2 separate regions of the Mus musculus genome follow, and region 2 is linked to region 1. A link is a contact called in public promoter capture Hi-C data. All regions are on one chromosome and are shown on one strand. Each heading gives the region's core, a stretch centred on a gene start, on an enhancer-like site or on the middle of the called end of the contact. The rest is flanking DNA. Distances are from core to core; before and after follow the strand shown.

Region 1 (4,468 bases), core at 103-2,602:
TTTCATTCAGTTTGTGGTTGAAGCTGGGTTCATAAGTTCTTTCAACATGAGTTTAAGTTCTGTGGCTTCTCATAACCAAATATGTTTTTTTCTCAAGACCAACAGAAAAGACAGTATTTTCATTATTTGTGCAACATAGAGCCATCGTTTTGCTTTTCTTAGATAGTCTAGAAACTTTGCAGCTAGGGAGCAGTAAGATGACTTGGTGGTAAAGGCACTCGTTGTCAAGCCTGACAACCTTAATGCAATTACTGAGACTAACGGTGGAAGGAGAGCAAGTCCTATGAGTCTTCCGATCTCCAACTGCACCACGGCATGAATACTCTTCCCCAACTCCTGGAAAAAAAAAAATCCACTGGATTTCAAAAAGATAAGGTGGGGGTAGGGCCTTACATTAAAACAAGACTACAATGAATTCTTTGTTTTGGAGACAGGGTTTCTGTGTAGCCCTGACCATCTTGGACCAGAATGGCTTCGAACTCAGGATGGTCTCCACTTTTCTTGCACTGAGATTAAATTCGTGTGCCACCAGCGCCTAGTGAATAGAATGACTTCTATATAGAGAGATCAAAACAAAATCTAGCCAAGTAGCAGGCACAACTACAAATTCATTAAAGGGCCCTCTTCTGCACTTAGAAATCTCCTTAGAGAGACATACACACTTAGTACTACCTATAATTATTTTCAACATAAAAACACGCATAATATATATGGAAAAGAACTTAATGTTAACCACTAAGGGGGTATAAAAAAAAAAAAAAGGAAACTAATGACAAAGGCAGAGAAAAGAACCACTTCAGAGGTCATTGCCCTAATCCAACATTGCTGTAGAGATAAGTTTTCTACCAGCCAGCAGTTATCTGCAAATATCACGGGGCTTAATGATTACAAGCAAGCCCTGAACAAGCCCAAAAGAGATTCTTTATTTAGCTGAGGGTGACCTTGAACTTTTTCCTGGTGCTGGGTATTTTTCTGAGCCAAGAAACACGGCATTGGTCTGTTCCTCACCAAAGACCCAAATGACAAGGAGTGCGCGCCCACTAACACGTGGGGAGATACTACATCAGGAGCCTCTAACTCCTGGCCACACCCATCCAGGGCCCCACAGGTCGTTCGCCTGGCTTTACCTAAACCTCGCCTCTTGCTAGGCAACCGAATCGCCGCGGCAACCGGAACAGGAAGACGCGAGACTGCCCGGAACCGCGGAGGGCGGGCTCACGCAGCCTCTCTAGGCTCCGAGGAGACAGGGATACACAGCGTCCCGGTCGCCATGAAAACAGGCCACACCCCGGTGGCCCCGGCCCGTGCCTGCCCAGTGCGCAGACGCGCGCGCCGTTCCGCGCATGAGCAGTGAGGCTTGGAGCCCGCCTGCCCGTGTCTCCGGCGCCAGCTACGCCGCTGTGGCTGTCACTATGGCCCATTACAAAGTGAGGGGGGCGCGGCGTGGCTCGGGGCGTGCGGGCGGCGCCGGGTGGGAGTTGGGGCGTGTGCAGGGCTTGGGGCCGGCGGCGGGGCGCGCCGTCTTCCTGCTCCGGCCCCGGGCTCCGGTCCCTGACCCGCCGTGTCTCCTCAGGCCGCCGACTCGAAGCGCGAGCAGTTCCGGAGGTACTTGGAGAAGTCGGGGGTGCTGGACACGCTGACGAAAGGTGAGCCGAGGCGGGCGGCTGCAGCCCACGTCCGCGCGCTCTTGGCCAGGTGGGGCCCGCCCCGGGAGCAGCGAGGCCTTGGGGTCCCGTGGGTCGGGCGCACGCCGGCCGCGGGACTTCGCCTCGCCCCGGTGGTCGCTCTCTGCCCCGGACTGAAACTCTTGCAGCTGTTGCAAAGTCTCTCCAACTTCCGTTGCTTTCCCGCGAGCAGCCGCAGTGGACACGTTAGCAAGACCTTGAGATCCCAGTTGCTCCCTGCCGTATAGTGTGCGGGATTTTACAAATTTTTCTTTTGGACAAAGGCAACTAAGAAAATGACTGGATTTGAAAGTGGGTTATTAAATGGCTCTAGTCCCCGAAGCTGGAGATTCATAGACAGTTTGGGCTGTGGCTTTTCAACTCTTTTAGCCTATAGTAATTCCTACTTTGTGTAGATATCATAATTAAAGTGGAATTACAATTTGAAAAGTGCTTCAGAGCACATAAAAACAGCTATATTCTTTACTTTAAAACAATGGAAGCGTAAAGTGTATCCCTTCCTTTCTGGGTGTAAGGCTAGAGAGTATGGTGGTTGGAATCATAGAATAAAGCTAACTGGCCTTAACAGTATATTGAATGCCTTCTACATGGTAAGAACTCAACATTGCTTGGTGTTTTCAAGGGAATAGAATGGAATGGCTGGCAGGGATTGAAAACTTGGTCCTTTTGAGAATAGGAAGTGTCTGGGAAATAATTTGTATCTGCTTTTTAGGGAACAAAAGCTAGGGGAAAATTTGGGAGAACTTAGAAGAAAGCAGGGCTTTTAATTCTCTTACATGGATGAACTGACAAGTTAGAATTACTACTCATTTCCTTATGTCATCGGAAGTCAATGTGAGCAAAAGTATAAGGAACTACTCTGTGAGACCACTGTAGTTTGTGGCATCAGAAGTGTCACAGATGGCTTGGAATTCTGTTAAAAAAAACCCCTCATGTTTCTTTCATGTAATGATTTTACTCCAGCCGTGTGTTCTGGGCACCAAGGGGATACAGCCATGGAAATGTTCTTGCTTTTGGGAGCTTGTAGCTTAGATAGGGACACACACACACTAAAACTAGTGCCAGCTAGTGGTAAATGTCTAACTTAAACCATAGCAAGGATAAAGATGGGACATTTTACATGGAGTGGCAGAGGGAAGACCTTGAACAGTACGGATAAGTATCCTTAATCTGAAATTTTGAAATCTAAATTGCTCTCAGATTTGTAACTTACTGAGTATTGATGTGGAAAGTTCCATACTTGACTGCATAAATTATGTCAGTCAAAATTCAGGAGCCTAGGAATATGTACTTGTTCAAGATCATGTTTATATTATGTGAATAAGGTCTATATGGAATGTAAATTAATTTCATGTTTAGGCTTGGATCTCATCTCCAAAACACTCATTATGTATGAGTAGATAGTTCAACCTCTGGAGATAAACACTGATACACTTTTGGTCCCAAATAATCTGTGTGGTAGGGTCGTGGAATGAAATGGATGCAGGAGGTTGACAGGCAAGAACACTGAAAGGCAGATGGAGTACAATTGTAGATAACTGAATGCAGAGCCAATGTGCAGCCTTCAGGCTGTGTAAGAGAATGGGAACCAAATTTTACAGGATCAAACAGAGATGTTTCATACAAGTTTACATTTTTCTTTCAGCAACATTTCAGAGAGGATTTAAAGTTGTTTCTAACATGAAAACATTGTAAGAAGCCAGGCATGGTGACATGTTTTTAGTGCTCTGGTGAGGGAAAACAGATCTGCATTCACTGCTTGCCTGGAGCATGTATCAAGATCTGTTCCAAAAAAAGTAAACTATAGCTAGGCTAGAGAGATGGCTTAGAGGTAAGATTACTTGATACACAACTATAGGGCTAGAGTTCAGGTACCAGCACTCATAATAAGCCAGACAGGGTCTTGGTGTGTATAATTCTGCTAGCCTAGGTAAAAGGATGGAAGCTGGAGGCTGAGGGAGACCTTGCCTCAAAGGTTTGAGGCATATGCAGAAGACCTAGACATCTTGTTTCATTTCTAATTGCACTTGACAAGCTGAAGTAGGAGGACTGATTGAATCTGAGACCAGCCTTGGCTAAAGAGTAAAACTACATCTTTAAAAAAAAAAAAAAAAAAAAACCAAACCAAACTTAACCAACCAATCATCAACAACAGAACAATAACAACCTTCAAGACAAAAACATCCATGAAGAAGGTGAATGCATAAAATAGCATTTTAGTTATTTTGAGCAGGGTAGCAAACTTTAAAATACCTGGCTTTAAATACCTAGTTGCTAAGAGCCAGCAAGAAGGCTCAGCAGGTGAAGGTGCTTGCTGCCAAGCCAAATGGACCTGAGTTTGTTTGTTTTTTGTTTTTTTGTTTTTTGAGACAGGGTTTCTCTGGATAGCCCTGGCTGTCCTGGAACTCACTTTGTAGACCAGGCTGGCCTCGAACTCAGAAATCCGCCTGCCTCTGCCTCCACGCCTGGCTGGACCTGAGTTTGATTCCCAAAACTCACATGGTAGGAGGGTATAGGTTCCTGAAACGTGTCCTCTGATTTCCACCGCCCCGCCCCCTGCCCCTCTATGTAACTAGTCACAGTAAATTTAGCTTCTAAAGCAAAAGGGAATGAATATGATTTGGTTGCATTCTCTTCAGATAAAAAGCACAATCATCCCATAGCAAAGAACAAAAAACTTAACACTTGGAAGCAGAAGGGAATGGGGATGCAATGATGGACGGAAAAGGCAAGAGCACTAACAGTCACACCCTATGGAAGTTTCCATCCTAGCCGGCCTGGTG
Region 2 (4,031 bases), core at 90-2,589, 580 kb before region 1:
TTGCCTGGCACCATCCAGTTGGCCAGGTCGCCGTATTGAGAAACCTGCATGGCCCCAAGCATGGTCAGTTGGAGGTGTCCGCCACGGATCATGGCAAAAGAGTCATCGCTGGCGAAGAAACAGCCCCCGGGAACCACCGTCACTGTCTGCTTGCCTGCGTTGATGACGTCGGCATCTACCTCATTTTTCAAAGGGAACGGGCCCAAGCCCAGGATTCCGTTTTCACTGTGCAGGTAGACGGTCATCTTGGGGCTGATGTAGTTGCTCGCCAAGACAGGGATCCCGATGCCCAGATTGGCATACATGCCGTCCTGGAACTCCAGAGCCGCGCGCTTGATGATGCGCGTCCTGGAAGGGTCATTGTCTTTGCTCCCGGGCGCGGGCTTGCTGTCACGTGTGGTTAGGCGCTCGATGCGCTTCTCGAACTTCGGCCCCTTGATCACGCGGTCCACATAGATGTTGGGGACGTGGATGTCTTCCGGGGCGAAAGTACCCACGTCCACGATCTCCTCCACTTCCACCACCGAGATGTCCGCGGCCTTGCACATGGGCACATTGAAGTTGCGCGCGCTGCCCCTGAAGATCACGTTGCCGGAGCGGTCGGCCTTCCAGCCCTTGATCAGTGCGAAGTCAGCGCGGATAGCGTGCTCTAGCAGGTAGAAGCGGCCCTGGAACTCGCGTACTTCTCGCGGCTCACTTAGAGTAATCAGGTGGCCATCGGGCGCGTACCGGATTGGAGAGCCCCCTTCCTGCACCAGCGTTCCATAGCCTGTGGGCGTGTAGAAGGCGGGCACGCCAGTGCCACCCGCGCGGATGCGCTCGGCCAAAGTTCCCTGCGGCGTCATCTCCAGTTCCAGCTCGCCCGCCAGGTAGAGCTTCTCGCAGAGCGCGTTCTCCCCCAGGTAGGAGCACACCACGCGCCTGACCTGCTTGGAGGCCAGCAAGATGCCCAGGCCGAAGTCGTCCACGCCCACGTTGCTGCTGACGATCTTCAGGTCCTTCACGCCCTTGGTCTTCAGCGCACCGATCAGGTTCTCGGGGATGCCGCAGAGCCCGAAGCCCCCGAGCATGACGGTAGACCCGTCCTTGACGCCCTCCACCGCCTTCACCGGGTCCGTGTAGAAATGGACACTCCCGCTGCGGTCCGAAACATAGCGGCGGATAAGGCGGTGGGGCAGCGCGGGTGGTGGGCGGAGAGCAGATACCCCACGTGGGAGCGCCCAGGCCAGAAGCCTCAGCGCCGCCATCGTCCACGGCCACGGGGCTCCCAGCTCCGGGACAGAGAGAGAAAGGCCAGGTTCACCTTTGCAGAGCAGTGCACATTACCTCTGCGCTGCGTCACAGAGCAGGGAGGAGGATACTGCCAGGGATGGCCGTGGGTCTCACTCAGCTGAGGACACCCTTGGCCATCCCTGCTGCCCAGCCTGTCTCTCAAGAGCCTGGGACAGACACTGGAAACCCCTGTTTGGGACTCCATTGTACCTAAGAGAGCTCGCCCCAGGGCAGAGGTGGGGATGGGGCAGTTCCAGGTTAGGATCCCCCACTCCTGGAGGGAGGGCTGAAGTTAGCCGGTCTTTTAAAGCCACAGTCCCATCTGTCACTCCCTCCTGTTAAACTCTAAACTCTCCTAGCGCTGTGCCACGTTTCCCTAACTTAGAGTGACCCCTGCCCGCCACCTCCCTGTCCTCCCTTTCCAACCTATCTTCCAGCCTTTTGCTGGACTCCAGAGAGACTGTTCCTGCCCTGTTGTCCTTTCTGTCCTCCCTGCCCAACATAAGGAAATGTCCCAGGAAACCCCTGTGAGTGAAGTAGAAACATCTGTACCCAAGGAAACAGGCTTCCCTGCTGAGTTACAACTCTGCAGAGCTGTGATAGCTCTGAGCTCAGGAAACCTAGGGTGCAGATCCCCCCACCCCTCCTTCCTAGTACAGAACCTGTCAGAGTGGAGGCTTGCTGCCCAGAGAGAAGGACCCCTTTCCTGGAGGGGATCCTGGCTCTCAGGAGGTCAGTTGCTATGTATGAGGTGGACCAGAAGGCATTCCTGGCTGGGGCCTTCCCATGTCCAGGACCTGACCATTCTGCCCAAGTCCTCAATAAAGGCTAAACATCTCCCTCCCAACACCCACACAGTGAGAGGTCTCTGTGTACTAGCCCGGTGGCCTCTGCTGGAACCACCTCCCAAGACCCCAGGGCAGCTCCCTGCTAAGTCCTGGAGCCTCACCATCCGCGGTTTCCACATAGAGGCGGAGTCCCAGGTCCTTGTGATGGTTCAGCAGCCATCGGTCACTGGCTGCTGTGATGTCCAGCACCAGCCAGCCCTCGTCCCCAGATCGGAGCGTCTGAAGATCCAAAAAGAACAAGTCAGACTCCCTGTGGACATGAAAGGACAATTAACCAAGGGCCAAGGGAGGTTGGCACAGCTGCTTGTATCTTGTGCCTGCCTGGGGACCACTCTCAGAGTCTCTTCCCTGCTTGACTCTGGGCTGGTGTCTTTGGTTCCACATTTCCCTGATAATCAACCCTTGACATTTTAGAGTCCATGTGCTGATGGGGACACTGGCTCAGTGCTGTGACCTAGTGAGGGCCCCACAGCCAGAGTGACAGGGCAGGAGTTCCAGGCCAAACCCCTTTCTCATGTCTGAGGCCCCTCTCCCAGGAGACTTCCCTTTCCTTTCTTGGAAATGCACCCCCTGGACAGGACCCCTGCCAGAGACCATAAGGCTATGAGGTGGGGTGGGCACTGGGCAGAGGGACGGTACCTGTTGGAGTGCTCTTGGACCACTTCGAACATGCTGATGTGGAGGGTTGTGTTGAGCGGGTGGGTGCTGGGTTCTTTGTAGATCCGGAACTCAGCAGCTGTGACAGCCTCCCCAGCAGGGATCTGGGTTAGGTCAAAGTGGAATTCCTTCCAGTGTGGCTCCTGGTAGCCCAGGGTACGGTCGCGTTCCACTGGAAGACAAAGTGGGAGTGGGGTCATCACCAGGAGCCTGGATGGCTTGTGCTCAGAGTAGGACCCCAGGCAGCCTGGGTGGGGCCCATGCTTTCTCTACACACAGGCTTGTGGTCTGCCCTGGGTGCTCACCAGGTTTCAGGACTTGGGGCTGTGGGAAGCTGAGGATGTGCTCAGCAGGCCCCTGGACGCACAGACAGTCACAGTGCTGCCTCTCATAGCCCCCAGGCTGGCGGCAAGATGGACATTGGTCCAAGGTAGAGAAACAGCTCCATTCCAGGGAGAAGCCCTGTGTGGACAGGGATGTAATTGGCTGAGTTTCAGTGGGATAGAGGACTCCCAGAGCCTGCCTTTGTCTGACAGCTGAGCCTGGCTGATAGGGCTGTGCTTCAGTTTCCTTCAGTGTTCTGGGTAAGGCTGTGCAGACTGCAGGCCACATCACAAGGTCAGCAGCAGAAGGGCCTCAGTGCCAGCAACCAGAGGACAAGGTGAAGGAGGGAGGTGGAAAGCAAGAGGAAAAGGTGACATCTTAACTGATGGGAAAGAAAATGTCTTGGCATGAGGCTGGAGAGATGGCTCAGCAGGTAAGAGCACCGACTGCTCTTCTGAAGGTCCTGAGTTCAAATCCCAGCAACCACATGGTGGCTCACAACCATCTGTAACGAGATCTGATGCCCTCTTCTGCTGTGTCTGAACACACACTTATCTATAATAAGTGCAACAGTGCACTTATCTATAATAATAAATAAATCTTTGGACCTGAGCGAGCAGGGTTGACTGGAGTGAGCAGAGGTCCGAAATTCAATTCCCAACAACCACATGAAGGCTCACAACCATCTGTACAGCTACAGTGTACTCACATACATTTAAAAAAAAAAGGTGTCTTGGCAGTGGCCAGGCATACTCTAGGCACAGGGGAGTTGTCTGTAGACCCAGACTGTGGGGTGTAGCAGTGGCTTTGGCTGGGATCCAAGGCTGGAAGCAAGGCTGTGCCAGTGGGAGCCATGTATTCTAAGGGACTCCCTTCAGAACCTGCTCGAGATAAGGATAGGGGCAGTCTAGGGCAGTCTAGGGTGATAGC

Evidence for each region. Promoter capture Hi-C pulls out the DNA fragments that hold promoters and counts their contacts.
Region 2: a promoter capture Hi-C map of embryonic stem cells shows a contact between it and region 1, with 4 times the contacts expected there. The contact joins the promoter of Oxct2a here to the promoter of Mycbp in region 1. A contact is called at or near these places in 4 of 39 promoter capture datasets (the 3T3-L1 cell line, embryonic stem cells, liver and 1 more), 1 of 484 Hi-C or Micro-C datasets (embryonic stem cells), 3 of 115 datasets of contacts at active chromatin or transcription factors (embryonic stem cells and kidney) and 2 of 9 other capture datasets (embryonic stem cells and liver).

The regions. Positions count from the first base shown.
Region 1 is chr4:123,903,661-123,908,128 of GRCm38.p6, forward strand. Mycbp (MYC binding protein) reads left to right here and starts at 1,353. Exons shown (of 5, transcript NM_019660.3): 1 at 1,353-1,427; 2 at 1,574-1,646. The coding sequence starts at 1,413. It also overlaps D130007C19Rik.
Region 2 is chr4:123,322,340-123,326,370 of GRCm38.p6, forward strand. Oxct2a (3-oxoacid CoA transferase 2A) reads right to left here and starts at 1,340. Exons shown (of 1, transcript NM_022033.4): 1 at 1-1,340. The coding sequence starts at 1,247. It overlaps Bmp8a (bone morphogenetic protein 8a), which reads right to left. Exons shown (of 7, transcript NM_007558.3): 2 at 2,760-2,949; 3 at 2,222-2,370.